Regions from separate parts of the Rattus norvegicus genome. Here region 1 is linked to region 2. The links are chromatin contacts, called in public Hi-C maps. All regions are on one chromosome and are shown on one strand. The core of a region is the stretch at or near the end of the contact, and the rest is flanking DNA. Distances in the headings are between cores, read along the strand shown.

Evidence for each region. A called contact is a pair of places that touch in the nucleus more often than the background predicts.
Region 1: a Hi-C map of the A7r5 cell line shows a contact between it and region 2, with 6 times the contacts expected there. The contact joins two enhancer-like sites. A contact is called at or near these places in 9 of 12 Hi-C or Micro-C datasets (the A7r5 cell line, Schwann cells, frontal cortex and 5 more) and 1 of 1 datasets of contacts at active chromatin or transcription factors (oligodendrocytes).

Annotation. Positions count from the first base shown.
Region 1 is chr10:89,310,032-89,315,079 of GRCr8, forward strand. All of the region lies in intron 8 of Nsf (N-ethylmaleimide sensitive factor, vesicle fusing ATPase), which reads right to left. Among named protein-coding and RNA genes, the nearest start is that of Nsf, 45 kb to the right of the region's middle. Within about 2 kb of position 1,305, at least 4 of the 93 cell types and tissues checked have an H3K27ac peak or open chromatin away from gene starts, as enhancers often do. A contact at or near this core is called in the A7r5 cell line, where this site is marked.
Region 2 is chr10:88,910,062-88,915,112 of GRCr8, forward strand. It overlaps Lrrc37a (leucine rich repeat containing 37A), which reads right to left. Exons shown (of 14, transcript XM_039087776.2): 6 at 1,005-1,076. Among named protein-coding and RNA genes, the nearest start is that of Lrrc37a, 21 kb to the right of the region's middle. Within about 2 kb of position 1,895, at least 6 of the 93 cell types and tissues checked have an H3K27ac peak or open chromatin away from gene starts, as enhancers often do. A contact at or near this core is called in the A7r5 cell line, where this site is marked.

The sequences.
Region 1 (5,048 bases), core at 55-2,554, 400 kb after region 2:
TTTAATTCCCGCTCTCAGGAGAGATGAAACAGACAGATCTCTGAGAGTTCAAGGCCAGCCTGGTTTACAGAGTGAGTTCTTAGACAGCCAGGACTATAAAGAGACACCTTGTATTAAAAAAAAAAAAAAAAAAAAAAAAAAAAAGTACGTGCTCAAAATACACAGAGAAACAGAAAAGAAACAAGGTTTCTGTTTGGTCTTCACCCCTTACAGAAGCAAACATTTTCTTCCTATTCAGTGGGTCTTTTATATTACATTTATTTGTTTTACTTTGTTTTGTTTTGAGACAGGGTTTTCTCTGTGTAGCCCTGGCTGTCCTAGAACTTGTTCTGTAAATCAGGCTGGCCTTGAATTCAGAGATCCACCTGCCTCTGCCTCCCAAAGGCGTGTGCCACCATGCCCGGCTGGCATGTTTTGTTATTCATGTCTGTATTTTACGGTGCTGTGCCCCACAGCTCCCCTTGTCATTTCTTTCCTGGGGCACAGTCGGGTCATCTTTTAAACGTTTTTGGAGGTTTGTTTGCTAGCTTGTCTGGTTGCTTGTTACTATTGGGGATTGAACCTGGGACTTGATGGCACGCCGGTCTAGCCTTCTCTCGCAGAGCTGCATACTCCAGAGATTACACTTTAGCTCTAATGACCCAGTTATTGGCAACGCCAATGTTCCCAGGAAATCTGATCCACTATGTACTCTACCAGCTGACTGCACCGCCCAAAGACGGACTTTTCAAAAGTCTGCTTATAAACTTTAAAACACTGCCTGACTCGGCATGCGGTCTCGAGATACAGACGCAGCTACATTATTCCTATTCAAGGGTAAATGTGATATAAACGTTAAAAAGCAGTGGGACTAGGTGTTGTGTTCCGTGTCTCTAATTCTGGCACTCGGCAGACTGAGGCAGGTGGCTCACATGTGAGGCCAGTCGGTGCTGCACAGTGATTTCCAGGCCAGCCTGGGCTAGAAAAGGAAAGGAAGAAGGGAGATCAGAAAGGAGTGGGCAGGGGAGGCAAACAATGAGAAAGAAATCCAGGGTAAAACACATTTCTACCTGCACAAGGCTGCCTTACCTCTAGGTGTCCTGTGTCAAGCACATACCCCTTGCCTCTATCCTGCAGAAGAGACGGTGGAGTTGCAGGATCATAAACTATTTTCTTTGAGTTAGAAAAAGAACGAATGAAAACCTTTCTACTGATCCTGACCTGAAGTGAGAATTAGTAAGTCTTGCATTCCTTAAATCCAGCCCAAAGGCTGGGAGAGAGGCCTGCGTCTCCCCATGGTGAGCAACTGCTTTCTCTTCCTCTGCTAATAAATTACAGGCAGACTTGAACAGATGTCAGGTTGGCATCCAAAACCTAAAATATAGCTGAAAAGCAAGTTATGACTAATACAAGGAAAAAAAGATGAATGTCAGAAACCTTCATTTTTTTTCCCTCCCCTTTTTTCAAATTTCAGATAAGCTCTTTAGCCTCAGGGCTCCGTTTACAGAGCCCGGGAGTTCGCAGAGATGTCTTAACCCCCATTTAAATTGCAACCTCTCCTCCTGAGTGGGGGTGTGAAATGCATTCCCAGACTGTCAGTGTTTATGTTAATCTTAGAGAGAACTCCCTTCTCCACAACATGGCGCTCACAGAGCTCAGAGCCCTTTCTTCCCCTATGGCTTACTCAGGGTGTTCTTAGCATTCGAGAGACTCTGGGTGTGACTGAAAGGCCCCTTATAGCCTCCAGAGGAGAGAGCTGCTTTCCTCCTGAATTTCAAAAGAATTCTTAGGCACGAAGGTTGGAAATGGACTTAGTCAGGGAGGGACAGGGAAAGGGAGACAAAAACAACAGATTCAAAGAGTGGGTCAGAAGTGACTCTGTGTCCCTTCGCCTTTTCCCTGGCTCTCAAGACACAGCCCCTCTCCACGGGGAGCTGTAAACCTACTCCCGGGATGCTGTTCAAAGCCGCTGAGTGACTTGCTAGCTGATATTCCAGTGCTCTTAAAAATTTGTTCTTTGGCTCTAACATTTATGAGGTTATTGCCAGGGGTGCTGAAAATGAAGTTTCTTTGTAGAAACACCCGTTGCCAACATAAGAGCTACAATGAGAAGTGAGGTGATTCATCACTCATTTATCCATCCCGACTATTCCTCACAAAACTGCGCATAAGGGGTAAGCACAGTAAATGTCTGAACAGGACATCTGAGAATGCTCAAGGGCAGCAGCCATTAGCTACCAAGCTCACTCAAGTCACCTTCCAACACGACCTTCTAAGCTACACACTGCTGTGTTGGTACAAATGGTGGCGCTGTTATCCAGGGTAGAAAGAACTTAAGGATTTCGTGTGTGTGTGTGTGTGTGTGTGTGTGTGTGTGTGTGTGTGTCTCTCTCTCTCTGTGTGTGTGTGTGTGTGTGTGTGTGTGTGTGTGTGTATTGTTGTTGTTGTTGTTGTTATTGTTGAAACAGGCTTTCTCTATGTATCAGAGCCCTGGCTGTTCTGGAACTCATTTTATAGACCAGACTAGCCTCAAACTCAGAGAGCCATCTGCTTGCCTCTGCCTCCAGAGTGCTGGGATTAAAGGCAAGTGCCACCAAGCCCAGCTAGAATTTCCTTAGTTTTAGTTCTCTAAAAAAGTATATTTAAAAGCAGGAAGGTATATACCATGCATTTGAAAATACCTGAAGACAAAGACGCTAGCATGGGATCAGGGAGAGTTGTCTGCAGGAATACGACCTCATCTGTTCTCTAGGTCTACCCATAACTGTGTCTCTGCTTAAACCCTTTTGTCACTCTTGTCACAATATTCTAATCTCTATTTGCAGTTTTTAGAAGAAAATATGAAATTTTACAACCAAGTGAAAGATATAAGTTACCCAAAGATGTGACCAGTCTCATAGACACAATTAAGGGGGGGGGGTTATCTCACTTTCTAAATTAGAAATATACATGCAAATCCAATTAACATTCTTATTTTAATGTAAGTATAATTCCAGACGTCACAGGAGAGACCATCTGTTGAGCCTAAAATAAAGTTTCCAGCTACAATAATCTACAGAAATTATTTTCTAAATATTTTCTCACTCGATTGACTTACCTCAGCGTACACTGTCTAGTTATTAGACCCACAACATACATCATTAACTCTACTTAGTGAACAAAGAGTGAAAAACAACCAGTCAATCTCATTCCCGCCCAGCATGGGAAGGGTCATAAAGCATGGCTAAGTAACACGTTGATTTAAGTGAACACGCGTGATTTCGTTCATATTTGGCCTGGTTGTTTCTCAGCCTTTCGTCCAAGCCCAAGTGTATATTGGATTCTCATGTAGAGCTTGTCGCCTATACCAAGCCAAATGATAAGTGTGTGACCAAATTCCTCCTGGAGGGCAATGCAATGCTCTATTAATCCCCCCAAAATTTAAAGAAAAAAGAGAACCTTAAGAAATGATATCTACAGAAAGATAGTTCTTTCCCAGACAGCAAACCCTTTTTTTAGAAAGGGATACTCGGGCACCTCCTTTAAAACAAGGAAAGCAGCAGAGTTTCGCTGTTTTTGTTGTTTGTTGTTTTGCTGTTAGTTCAGCTGGAAGTTCAGGTACCTTTACAGCAGGCTGCTACTAAACGTACAGCACGCGCTCCTTGGTGGGACACAATCACTCGGGGAACTTTTAAAAGGATAAAACTTTTATCTTTTTGGTCTTAAAATAGTGTAAGTGTAGTAAAAAACTAACGAACAACAAAGCCATAAAAAAGGCTTTGGACAGCAACACTCACACTTCGTCTACGACAGTTCATTTCTTCTAAGACGAAGACAGATCAAATCGGGGCAAACATCAAACCTGCCTGATTTAGTTGCGGCTGGGAGGTGGCTTGGTGGCCGCATGGCGGCTTCCTGAGCAGCTGTTTTCCTGCAGGCTGGCTGGACCCCCAAACAGTGAAAGACACAGAATCCTTTCCTGCTCCCAGGGCTCAGCCCTGAGACCGGTAAAAATCCCCCACAAGAATTATGTGCAACATTCAACATTTAGAATCAGCCCATTGACTCCGTTTTTACCTAAAATATATTTAAATAACATTTCCAAGTCTTGATCAAAACACCTTAGGGATTTACTGAACCTCAAAATACACCTTATCGGGCAGTGAACAGCTACATTTCTTCCAACTTTCCGAATTGGAGTCTGCTTTTTTTTTTTTTTTAATGGATTTGGCCTTTGTATCTTCCAGATAAGAAGTATGTCACTGCCATTTCAAAGTGTATAAAACTCAGGTGATGAGGGTCTCTGTCATTTTGTCTTAATCCAATTCTAAACTCGACCTTTACCCAGGGAACAGGTGTGTGCTGTGCTTGTAATTCACCGAAGTGAGCCACGGGCCAGAAAAGCGACTGACATGGCTAGGCTAATGCAACCGGCGCTTCCTGCCCCCAAAGCAGCTCTAGTCCACCATGATAAATACACTCTTATCTCCCAGTAGCAATTTAAAGAGAAAGAACAGGGGTGGGAGGGGGGCAGTACATTTGTATTCTTCCAGCTTTTTGGATCCTGTTTTCACACTCAGTCTGCAAGAAGCTATTATAAATTCCTGTCTCAGATACTCTTCGGCTCACACTCCAATCCAACCAATGATACTGATTTGAAAATAGCCCTGACAGTACTTCCACTGGGCGAAGAAAATCACTTCACACAGATAAATTAAATAAACCGTCAAGAGAAGACTGACAAATGGAGAGAGTGGATATTTCTTCACATGCAGTATGGAGACTCCCATATGTCTCCTGCATTTGTCTCTGGGGAGCAGACTTATCTAATTAAAAACCTTGCCAAGTATCCATTTACTGGACAAGAAGAGGTGCTGACTGGGACCGTAAGGCAGCATAACAGGACGTGGCAGTCAGCATCCGAGCAATGTCCTCAGCCGGATGGATAGTGAGTGTTTGGCAGGTAAACCTGACCCAACGTGGGTCTTCAGAATGAGGGACCATTTCTAAAATGCCCACAGAGAAACAACGTAACCTAAACAAACACAATGGGGCAACTGTAAGTGCCATTTCTATTATTTCTCCCACAA
Region 2 (5,051 bases), core at 645-3,144:
CTACAGTGTATTTATATATAATAAATAAATAAATCTTAAAAAAAAAAACCCAGGATGGCCTTAAATTTACAGTGACCCGTCTGCTTCTGCTTCCTGTTGGGACTAATGGTAGGCACTACAACATAGAGTCTTTTGTTTATTTTATTGGTTTTTTTTTCCTTTTTTTTTTTCCGGAGCTGGGGACTGAACCCAGGGCCTTGCGGTTGCTAAGCAAGCGCTCTACCACTGAGCCAAATCCCCAACCCTCTTTTGTTTATTTTAAAAATACTTATTTATTATTATTATTTATTATCTGAGTGTGCGTTCAGGTGCCTGTTGAGGTCGATCTGGAGTTCCAGATGGTATGAGTCACCTGATGTGTGTGCCAAGAACTGAACCTAGGTCCTCTACCAGAGCCACTGAGCCATCTGTCCAACTTCCTTTCCTTCCTTTTAAAAAAAAGACTCGGTGTGTGTGTGTGTGTGTGTGTGTGTGTGTGTGTGTACATGTGCCACAGTGGCTATGTGGAGGTCAGAGGACAAATAGTGAGAGCTCGTTCTTGAACTTGGGTCCTCAGGCTTGGTGGCAAGCCCCTTTATTTGCTGAGCTATCTTGTCAGGCTCCTACTTTTTTTTTTTTTTTTTTTTTTTTTTTTGGAGCTGGGGACCGAACCCAGGGCCTTGCGCTTCCTAGGTAAGCTCTCTACCACTGAGCTAAATCCCCAGCCCCAGGCTCCTACTTTTATTTCTTTAATTTTAATTTTAATTTTTAAAACATTGTCTCGGTGCAGCGCTGGCTGGTCTGTAACTCACAGAGAGGCCCCACGTCTGCCCTCCAACTGCTGGGATTAAGAGCACACACCTCCTCTTCAGGCTCACCGCCCTGTTCTCGGTGAGGTTTTTTTTTTTTTTTTTTTAACAATAGAGTTGAAACTAAAATAATTTTTTAAAATTAAGACAAAATACTATCTTGATGAAAATTTAAAAAAAAAGAACAGAGACCGTCCTAGGAACCCAAATACTTACAGATATTTTAACGTTGGCAACTTAAAAAGGAAAGGATCTTCGACAACTGTCAGAGGGTTACGGTTGAGGATCCTGGAAAAGCAATGAGAGTCACATTACACAAATTCAATCTGCTTCATAGCACTCCAAAGTCTACATTCATTCCATTGGCATGAAATATACATACATGTGCATACACAATCATATATATGTAATTTTTTTCTTTTTACCTATGACCACCTATAAACCACCCTCAGAATCCATGAACATTCTTCCTTTGAAGACTGTCCACGTCTACGGAAAATAAAAGAGAAAGAAATAGAGAAAAAGAACAAAAGGCAGAATACAAAGGAAGGAAATGCTAAGAGCTTCTAGGTCAAAAATCTAGCAAACACACTGGTGGTAAAGCTCTTACTGTGTAGGAAAGGCTTTATTTTGGTTTGTTTGGGGATTAATTAATTAAGTGTGCGTGCGTGCGTGTGTGTCCCCGTCCTCTCTGTATATCTCTAGCTGTCCTGGAACTTGTTCTGTGGATCGAGATGTCCTGGAACACAGAGATCCTCCTGTCTCTGCCTGAGTGCTGGGATAAGAGGGGGTGCTCCACCATACCTGGCCAGGAAAGGCTATTTTCAATGTCTCCCATAATTCAAGATGCTTGTCCTTTCTTAGAAATCTAAAACACTTTGTAGTTAGTTCACTAAACCAGGAAAAATAATAGGACAGTTTCTCTGGCTTTGGAGGAAAAGTAAGACTGTTAAGAGTAGCCACAGTCCAGCTCCTGTCACAGCCAGGCTCTGGTCTCAGCGGGACGCCAGCCACAGCTGGGCTCTACCACACAGTCTCACTTGTGGTCTTGATCGTCATCACAGCCTGAGCAAGCCTGTGCATGTGCCGGGCTTCCGGCCATGAGCTCAGGAGGACAAAGACTGTGCCTTATATCCACCATCACTCCTGTGTCTGGAAGGGCGCCTGAATCGAGCGTGGTGTTTAACAAGGGCTATGGGATAAGTCGGCAACATTGTTTATACGCCAATAAAATTAATAAATTCTCTATCCCCCCTCTCTTGACAGAGGGCCTTGTTTAGTTGCCCAGGCTGACAAACAAAAACAAAATAAAATAGGAGAATTGAAGTGAAACAGGAAAAAAAAAACATTTTAGGTTTAGTCTGTTCCCACGTCAGTATAGGTCACATTAATAATTACCTCAGCACCCAAGCACTGTGATTTTTCTATGTTTAACCTGACTGTTAGTGCTAGGGTAATCCTTACTCCGTTTTCTTTAAAAGCATTTATTTTAAATTAAGTGTATATGTGTGTATGGAGCAGGGGCAGGCGTACTTGTGAGGCCAGTGTCTGAGGAGTCCACAAGAGGGAGCCAGAGCCTGTGGAACTTTCCTGCCCTCAGCAGGCCCAAGATGTACTCTTTAGCACTGAGCCATCTCTCCAACCACTCCCACCCCCTCCTCCACCCCACTTTCCAGATGAGGAAGCCAAGGCACACAAGGTTTGTATAACTTGTCCCCGTTTGCTAAGGGCACACAAGAAAAGCAAAATTGGGATTTGAGGCTAGTTCTGATTACAAAGCTTATGTTTAACCCATGGGGAAAGGGGATTTAACACACAGCCTTTTCCTTTTCCTTATATTTGGCAGTGATGGGGATTGAACCTAGGACTTTGTGTACAGTTGGTGCATGTTCTCAGTAAGCTACAGCTCACGCAATGTATTGTGGTCACATTCTTTCTAGAAAACGTCTACAAACACAATTTCCTGGGCTGCCCAGTTGGCAGAAATGGCAGCTAGCAGGTAGGGGACCTCCTGTTAACTTGACAACTATATTTCAGTCCCTGAGCCCAGTTGTCTTCCACAGTTATACAAGGTACATGCAAAGTAATAAGTAAAGGTTGAAATATACATTTTAAGAGTATATTAATTGTAAACAATAATGGGTTTGAAATAACTTCTTTAAAAAAAAAAAAAGGAAAGAAGTTTCATTAGTCCAGGCTAGCCTCAACCTTGAACTCACTATACAGCTCAGGATTGACCGTGTTACTCTGATCTTCCGGACTTTACCTCCCTGTGCTGGGGTTATACACTGTCACGAGTGGCTTAGAAGTTAACCGTTTGAACCTCGTGTGCTCATTGGAGAATGCCGCTGTAAGAATTTTGGTATCCTTTCATTCCCTTTCCTTAATTTCCCGTGATTAACATTTAATTAGCCCATTGTCATTGAGACTTTAGAGAGTTAAAACTATGACAACACGCTGATAGCAATGAGAACAGTTGAGTGAGGACATCAGAGTTCATCCGGCATAAAGCAATGAATTACTGAACTGTGGAAAGTTAGCCAAAGGCTTGCCACACTCCGGAATCATTTATTCAAGAAAATCAACTCCATTTCTGTAAGAATGATAGGATTTGTGTTGTTTTAACTTCACCTAAATGATTCCTCATCTTAGATCAGTGGCAACCTTAAAAACCAAACCAAACCAAACCAAACCAAACCAAGCCAAGCCAAGCCAAGCCAAGCCAAACCAAGCCAAGCCAAACCAAACCAAACCAAACCAAACCAAACCAAGCCAAACCACACAGCCTAGCTGTGAGAAGGAACAGACTGGAGCTGTAGCTCTGTCAAAGCCTCAATCCTAGGCTATCGTGGCCCCTAGTGAGACCACACTTGTGACCTTACCGAGCATTCACTCTCTAGTCTAGAAACTTCCCCAGAAGGCGGTTTTGGAAAACAACCACAGGCAGTGATATGAGCACAGTTGGGATAGCAAAAAGCCCATGCGATCGACTGACAGGAACGCAGAGGAGTAACATGTCCACCGGAACTGTGAGGTGCTCATGTATGTGCTTGGAAAACCGAAGACCACAAGCCACTCGCCTGAGTGTTTGGAAGGCCATGCACACGTGTATGCTTTAGCACAGGTAGAAAACAACCAAGACTACCAGAGGAAGTTCACCCCGGCCGACCTTGCAGTTCTGCACAGGTAGAAGGGGGCTAAGGCTGCCTCCAAAAACACCCACACTAGAATCCTAAAGGCAGGCATCTTCCTTAGAGAAAGATGGTCAGAGAAATAGGCAGTGACCCAGACCCTGTTCCAAAGTGCAAGAAGAATTTGAGGAGAGAAGAAATCCTTTCTTTTCCTCATCTATAAGTTCCAGGAGCCGTCGAGCGTGCCTCCCCACTCGAAGCTCCACAAGTGTAGGGGTCTGTGTTCTACCAGTAGGTCCTAAGAAATCAACAATGGTGAGCCTGCTTCTGCACCATAGTTCTGAGAGTCACAGTATTTTAAACTAGCCACGAGGAAGACAGCCATGAAGAACAGGCAAAAGTGACTTGAGCCAGCAGGATCTGGGTTCAGACTCTGGTTCTGGAACTTCCGAGTGATGTGACTTGTATAGGACAGCCTCAAACCTGAACTCATTCAGTGGGAAAAACTACGAATTCCCTCACCGGGCAGTCCAGGATTCAAAGGCATCTAGAAGGGGGATGACCAGAAGAGGCAGCTCAGTACTAGGGACTTTGTATGGACAATAAACCAGGGGTAGGAGCCCCGGGGACGCCAGATAATAGTGTGCCCAGGAGTTCTACAGGTATGGATTTCTTAGAAGGGAATGTAGCTCTCTGCCCCACAGGTCCTGTCACAAGGACAAGCAACTTCATGATAAAACACGAAGCCCAGAAGGCTGAGCTGACCGGCCCGGGAGACACTTCTCAGTGGTCCTGCCACTTGTTAGTGATGTGAACAGAGACAAGGTAGCCAAGGTCTCTCTCGGTTTCAACGTCTTCAGTCACAAAGTGTGGCTGAGAGTAGTGTGATGGAAAGAGCAGCGAAGGCCAGCCACGTGCTTCACTGTGGGCTACATGCTAGCTCGCACTTGCTTCAAGCAGTACCTGGAACAGAGCAAGCACCTCATAGACTCGGGTAATAAAGAGTGGTTACAGGCAGAGGGAGAGCTACCGGAATGACAAGAGGAGGAGCCTTCTCACACCAGTGGGAAGAGTTGGATGCATGCAGCGGAGAAAGGAGAGGTGTCATAAATGTTGGAGGTGACCCTCTCAA